Linked DNA regions of Callithrix jacchus: region 2 is linked to region 1. The links are chromatin contacts, called in public Hi-C maps. All regions are on one chromosome and are shown on one strand. The core of a region is the stretch at or near the end of the contact, and the rest is flanking DNA. Distances in the headings are between cores, read along the strand shown.

Region 1 (3,008 bases), core at 280-2,779:
AGTCAAAGTTACTTTTAAATTTGTAAATGTGCAATTTGAATAGAAAAGGTAAAATAATCAGCTATTGCATTGCCTCTTTAAAATCTTAACTTATTCGGCAAGACGCACTTTTACCAAGAATTTTTTCCACTTACTTTCTTCCCCCACTTTTCTAGAGGAACCATCACTTTCCAGAAGAATACTGCACCAATGGGGAGGCATGAAACAAGTATGGTAAGACAAAGTTAATTATTTACGGTAGGGGCGAAAGAGGTGAAAGACACTATATGCATTAAACAGAATGGGAACCCAGCAGTCACGGTCAGACAAAAGGTCTGATTAATTCACTGCTTACAGTGGAGCAATAAAAGATGCATAATGATACAAAACTGAAAAAGAGCCAAAATCCTAGTTGCTAATTTCTAATTTCAAGGTAAATTTTTTTCTATTTTTGCAACCAGTAGAAATGATTATTCTTAGAGTATGAGGAGAATTAGAGTGAATGGGAACCAGATTAGGAGGAAGACTTATCGTGTATATCTTTTTGTAGCACTTTGATTTTTTTGAACCATATAAATGTATAACAAAAGCAAAATTAGGTTAAAAATAAACCTCTTTTGCTTATTCTGATGTCATTAGGTTAAAATATAAGCATCTCTTGTTCATTCTGATGGTCAGTAGGTTAAAAAGTAAGCATCTCTTGTTCGTTCTGATGTCATCACGTACTTGAATTGAGCTAATTTAATTTACCTTCTTTCATTTCAGATGAAGTTAGTTTGTAGCATCCTAACAAATTGGTTTTCCTCAGCATAAAACTGGGACCAGCTACAAGACTATACACAGTGAGTACCAGGTCTGTTTCCCAACTGCCTAATCCTAGTCCTGAAAAACTCAACTGACTGTATTTTTTTAATGAAAGAAGCAGCTCTTGATGGCACTTGCACAAAATAAAGCTCAATAACATTTATTCACTAAATGATGGATAGCTTTTCCCTTCTGAAAATAGAGAAACATTAAGGTTAAAATGCCTGTTCCTCCTTATTACTTTTTCTAATCTGCTTAGAAGCAAAGGAAAGAAAATAAGTGAAGAGCTTCGGTTAGGGGAACATGAGGTCATGGAGAACTATAGCTAATTCAGCTTGGACAGCAGTACATGCAGTGAGCCATGGAATGAAGTTAGGAAGACCTTTAGACACACTTCACTTCTGTTTTCCTTTGGATTTTGAAGGCTAGGATTAGTATGAAGGACAGGTGCCTCATCTAAGCTCTCTAGACAGCTCTTTTTCATTATGGCTTAAAACCTCAATGATGCATCTCTAAAAGCAAAATTTTAGCGCCTGCAAAGAAGACTGGTGAGAGAGGCAGATACAGAGATAGCATCAGTTGGAAGTCTCCTTTCCCAACAGCAGGGTCCACAGGTAACTCAAGGGTCACCCAGCTACCTGGGGAATCCTGTTCCTCAAATGAAGTCAGTGGGAAAGACCAGGCCAAAAAAGATCCCAGGAGCCTACTTAAAGAAATCAAAGTACCCACTAAAAATAGGCAGCCTGATAGCCCAGAGTAATGTCTTTCCTTTAGCTTTCCCCAAAGAAATAGCTCAATATGAGCCAGTCAGTCTCCCTAGCACTGCATAGAGTCCTGTATTAAATTACATTCTGACGCACATTCGAGCACAGTGTTACACACAATAAGGCACGGCACACAGCACAAGAAAACCTCAGACATGCTTTTTCTCTTTTTAAGCGAAAAAGAAACTAGAGGGCAAGAGAAAGCTTACCTTCTAAACGTGAGAAAAATAATAAAACAAAAGAACAAAAAAAAAGATGCATAAAGAAGTCATAATAGGGAAGTGAAAGTTGTCAACTATGCAAAAGCAAAATCAAATAAAATATCAGTTAAAATGATTTTACCATATAGATTTAAAATACAGTCTTAGAATCTATTCAAGAACTTAACATCAATGAGAAAATGTCTCTGTAAATAAATCCATAGTTAAAATAAGCTAATTTACTCTAAATAATTAAATTAGCTTTCAGGGCAACAAGAAAGAGGGCTGGTGATTTCAGGACCCACCTTTTACCTTACCTTATAGATGTCCCGGAGAACATACTGCTCTACTGAGTACCCAATGGAAGTTATACTACAAAATCCCCTCTTTAGTTGGCTATCAGCCTTCTGGGTGGCCCTGGAGACATTTGGGTCACACATGGGAAAGCTAGATCTTGAGGACAGTGTGTTCCTCCCACTGCCTGCATCTTGGACTCTACAAGGAAAGTGTAAACTCAAGTATCTCTGTTCCCCTAGACCTGAAAGCTTTGTTCACAGTCATTAAACATGGAGTAGCAGACCAGAGCAGCAGCAACACAAAATCATTGCTGACGGGCTCTAGAAGGAATCCGCCAGCCCCTCTGGAGTCCAAGAAGAGATTCCAGACAAAGGGTGAAGGGATCCCTCAAACTAACTGACCAATATGAAGACTAATATTTTAATTAAACTTTCCTTGGGGAAAATGGAATGATCAAGGGATACATCTAGAAATGCCAAGAGTTTCCTCTGTAGATTTCTCTGGATCAAAGGTTGGTTAAAGAAAAGTTTTCCATAAAGCTCAGAATTACAGGTATATCTGTATCTTACTTAGTCAACTGGGAACAACCACCCATATATAAGGCAGCACTCCCTCTCAGGGGAATATACTCTTCTACCACAGGTAACTCAGAGGTCCAAACAATGAGATTTCAGCCTGAAGGAAAAGCTATAAATCTCAGCCTTAAGCCATTATTTACCCCACATGCCTATTTACTTGTTCTACTTTAGAACAAAGGAATTTAGCAAAGACAGCAAGTAACCCATGAAACAAAAATGAAGAAGAAATTACTTTCATAATACCTGAGTACTCTTATGCTACAAAAATTACAAGATAAAGTATGAGACAGGTGCCAATCAATACCCCCAATGGGAGAGAGTTGGGGATTTTGCTTGTTTCTCCACCAAGAACACTTACCTTACTGGCCCAGGCATCTTCGTCCCAA
Region 2 (3,008 bases), core at 179-2,678, 190 kb after region 1:
GTACAAGATAACTTCATAGACATTATCTCATTTGATCCTTACTGCAGCCCTATGAGACACGCAGATATTATTCACCCCACCTTAAATATAAGGAATCTAAATCTCATCCAAGTAAGTGACTTGCCCAAGGTCACAGTCAAGAAAGTGGCAATGGCAGGACCTGCACTAATTGTAGAAGGGGGTTTGGGGAACCTAGACCTGCACAACTAGAGGTCACTGTAGGAAGAAGGGAACTCAGAGAATGAAGGGGGAGCCCTGGCTTTCTGCTGATGGCCCTGGGAAATATGGGGCTTCATGGCTTTGTGGCCTGAGGAGTGGCCCCATACGCAGAGTCTGCTGGTGATCTGGGTGTGCAGGGACATCACAGCAGGCCCCCAGGCAGCTTCATCTCCTCTCTTGGCTGGTGGGTGGGAAGGGTTTTTCTGTTCCCTTCATGCTGCCCCCTGAGTCAGCTCCCTGGCATTGCCCTGGCATGTCCTGGGCCCCACGCCCAGGCAGTGAGGAGGCGCTGGCAGATTGCCCAGGGAATGCTGCTGTCTTAACTTAAGCCAAATCCTAATTACGACCCCCTTCCCAGAGGCAATCCAACAATAGCTGCATTGGGGGCTGCAACTTGAAAGCACAGGGTGAGTCTCCTGTGCCCCTTGGGTTTTCTGGCACAAGTGTCACTGGGCACCCACCTTTACCTGATGGCTGCAGCCCTGGAGGGAATGCAGGGAACAAATCCATTTTAGAGACTTTGGCTGAGCCAGGCTCCCACCCCAGGGCCCTGCTTGGGTTTCTGGTCACATCCAAATAGCTACGGAGGGAGTTGCATTTGGACAGAATGGAGGAAAACAGAGCCAAGACTCCAGCCTGAAGCCGCCTCAGCTGTTTCTGGGGCTCTGACTCAGAAGCTGCTTCTCAGGAATGTGGAGCGCTGGGGCCTCTGAGACCCTTGTCCAGGCACACTGGAATGAACAACTGCGTCGGCGGGGGGCATGTTTCACCCTTCTCTGTCTTTTCTGAAAACACCTACACATAGCAACCCACCACTGGGAAGACTGAGCTCCTCCAGGAAGGAAGCATTCCTAGACCCCCTCAGACCCCAGGGATCTATCCCTAGCAATGGCCATGGGCGGCCACAACTTGCACTTACAAAAATGCTGCACTGTGTGGGAGTCTGTCTCTATCCCTCTGTATCTTATCTCCCCAACTCTGTCGTGACTTCCTTGACCTCAGGCTTCCGGGTGAAAAGGAGTGCCCTAAATATCACATTCATCTGACAAACATGTTGACTGAGATAATCTGAGAAAAAGGAAGCAAGAAAGAAAAAAAAGGCAAAGAGAAATCAGTGAGAAAGCAAGCAGGAGGGTCACAACCCAAAGTCTGGGGAATCTGCTTCCCTTCCCAAGCAAAGCTCCCAGGCCACCTGGAGAACGAAGAGCAGGCAGGCTGTGTCCAGGTGGCCTGTACTTCCTTTTCCCCAGCACCCACTCCAACACCAGATGCCTTCAGGTCCACCAGAAGACACTGGAGATCCTTCTACCTCCAGAAAGGAGGGGTTCTGCAGTGATTCTCCAAATGTGGGCCATTTTCCTTTCTCTGATTCTGGCCTGACTTCCTTGCCCTAAAGCAAGTCCCTTGTCCCATGGGATAATTCACAGTGAAATGAGACGTAGAGAGAACTAACCCTGGAACAGAAATCATGTCAGCAGTTTATCACATAATGCATTGATTTTAGGTTTGTGTACCTCATTAGATCATAAGAGCTGGGAGGGTAAGAAGGGAGGTCTTGTTCACCAAGCTAGTCCCAGAGTAGAGCATGCTCCATAATACACAGAAGGTGCTCAGTTGGGTGCCCCATATACATTTGTTGATTTGGCTCATTGAGGGGCACCTGGAGCCTGCCAAAACACTCCTGTTATCTAGCTGGCATCAGCAACTTTTATTCCGGAGCTCATTCCATCTCCAAGATGTAGTGATCTGTTGGAAGAAACCAAAGCTGCAAGCACCAATGGACTGTGGGGCCTTGGGTTCTTAGACAGACTTGGCGTTGAAAATGACTCCTGGGGTGGGGTGGGCTGAGTAATCTGGTAGTGCTCTGGCTCTTTAAAACTGGGTTTAAGGCGGCCTCTAGTGGACAAGCAGAATCACTGCCCGTTTGGGGTGGAGGCCCAGCCTCCTCACCTCTGTGGCTCGCTCTGTCTCCAGGTTCTCCATCCTTGGGCCCAAAGTGGAAAGCATTCAAGATGGCACCACCAGCAACATAAGTGGCCCATACTAGGACAACAGGATCCATCCAACGGACAAACCCATTCAAAAGCACTCACTACCGTACTTAGTGCTTGGCCACAAGCTATGAGGAGGGAAGACAAGGAGATACAAGCAGAAGACAAGGGCTCTGTCTTTAAGAAACCTATGATCTAAATGAGAAGTCAAAACCAAAGTTTTAAGAACGCAAACAGCAAGCCCATATTTAGGTGCCAACCATTTTAAGGGGTGAGTTCAGAGAATCAGTGCAATCTCTCTGCCTCAGTTTTCTCATCTATAAAATGAGAATACTAAAACTTACCCTGTAGCGTTGTGATGATTAAAAGGAGATGGTAGGGAAAAAATATGGCATTATTGTTATTGTTATTAAAGCAATCTATGTTCAACATAAGAAATTTATTTATTTATTTTTTTGTTTGTTGTTGTTCTTTGAAACAGAGTCTGGCTCTGTTGCCCAGGCTGGAGTGCAGTGGTGCAATCTCAGCTCACTGCAGCTTCTGCCTCCCAGGTTCAAGCGATTCTCCTGCCTCAGCCTCCCAAGTAGCTGGGATTACAGGCACGCACCACCATACCCAGCTAATTTCTGTATCTTTAGCAGAGATGGAGTTTCACCATGTTGGCCAGGCTGGTCTCAAATTCCTGACCTAGAGTGCTAGGACCTCAAGCGCCTCCCAAAGTGCTGGGATTGCAGGCATGAGCCACTGTGCCTGGACTCAACATAAGAAATTTAGAAAGCACATTTAAGGAAGAAAAAA

What was found. A called contact is a pair of places that touch in the nucleus more often than the background predicts.
Region 2: a Hi-C map of skeletal muscle shows a contact between it and region 1, with 5 times the contacts expected there. The contact joins two enhancer-like sites. A contact is called at or near these places in 2 of 3 Hi-C or Micro-C datasets (induced pluripotent stem cells and skeletal muscle).

The regions. Positions count from the first base shown.
Region 1 is chr12:56,134,557-56,137,564 of calJac240_pri, forward strand. It overlaps VCL (vinculin), which reads right to left. Exons shown (of 21, transcript XM_009009687.4): 6 at 2,981-3,008. Among named protein-coding and RNA genes, the nearest start is that of AP3M1, 76 kb to the left of the region's middle. Within about 2 kb of position 1,530, at least 1 of the 16 cell types and tissues checked has an H3K27ac peak or open chromatin away from gene starts, as enhancers often do. A contact at or near this core is called in skeletal muscle, where this site is marked.
Region 2 is chr12:56,321,128-56,324,135 of calJac240_pri, forward strand. No RefSeq gene overlaps it. Among named protein-coding and RNA genes, the nearest start is that of CAMK2G, 13 kb to the right of the region's middle. Within about 2 kb of position 1,429, at least 9 of the 16 cell types and tissues checked have an H3K27ac peak or open chromatin away from gene starts, as enhancers often do. A contact at or near this core is called in skeletal muscle, where this site is marked.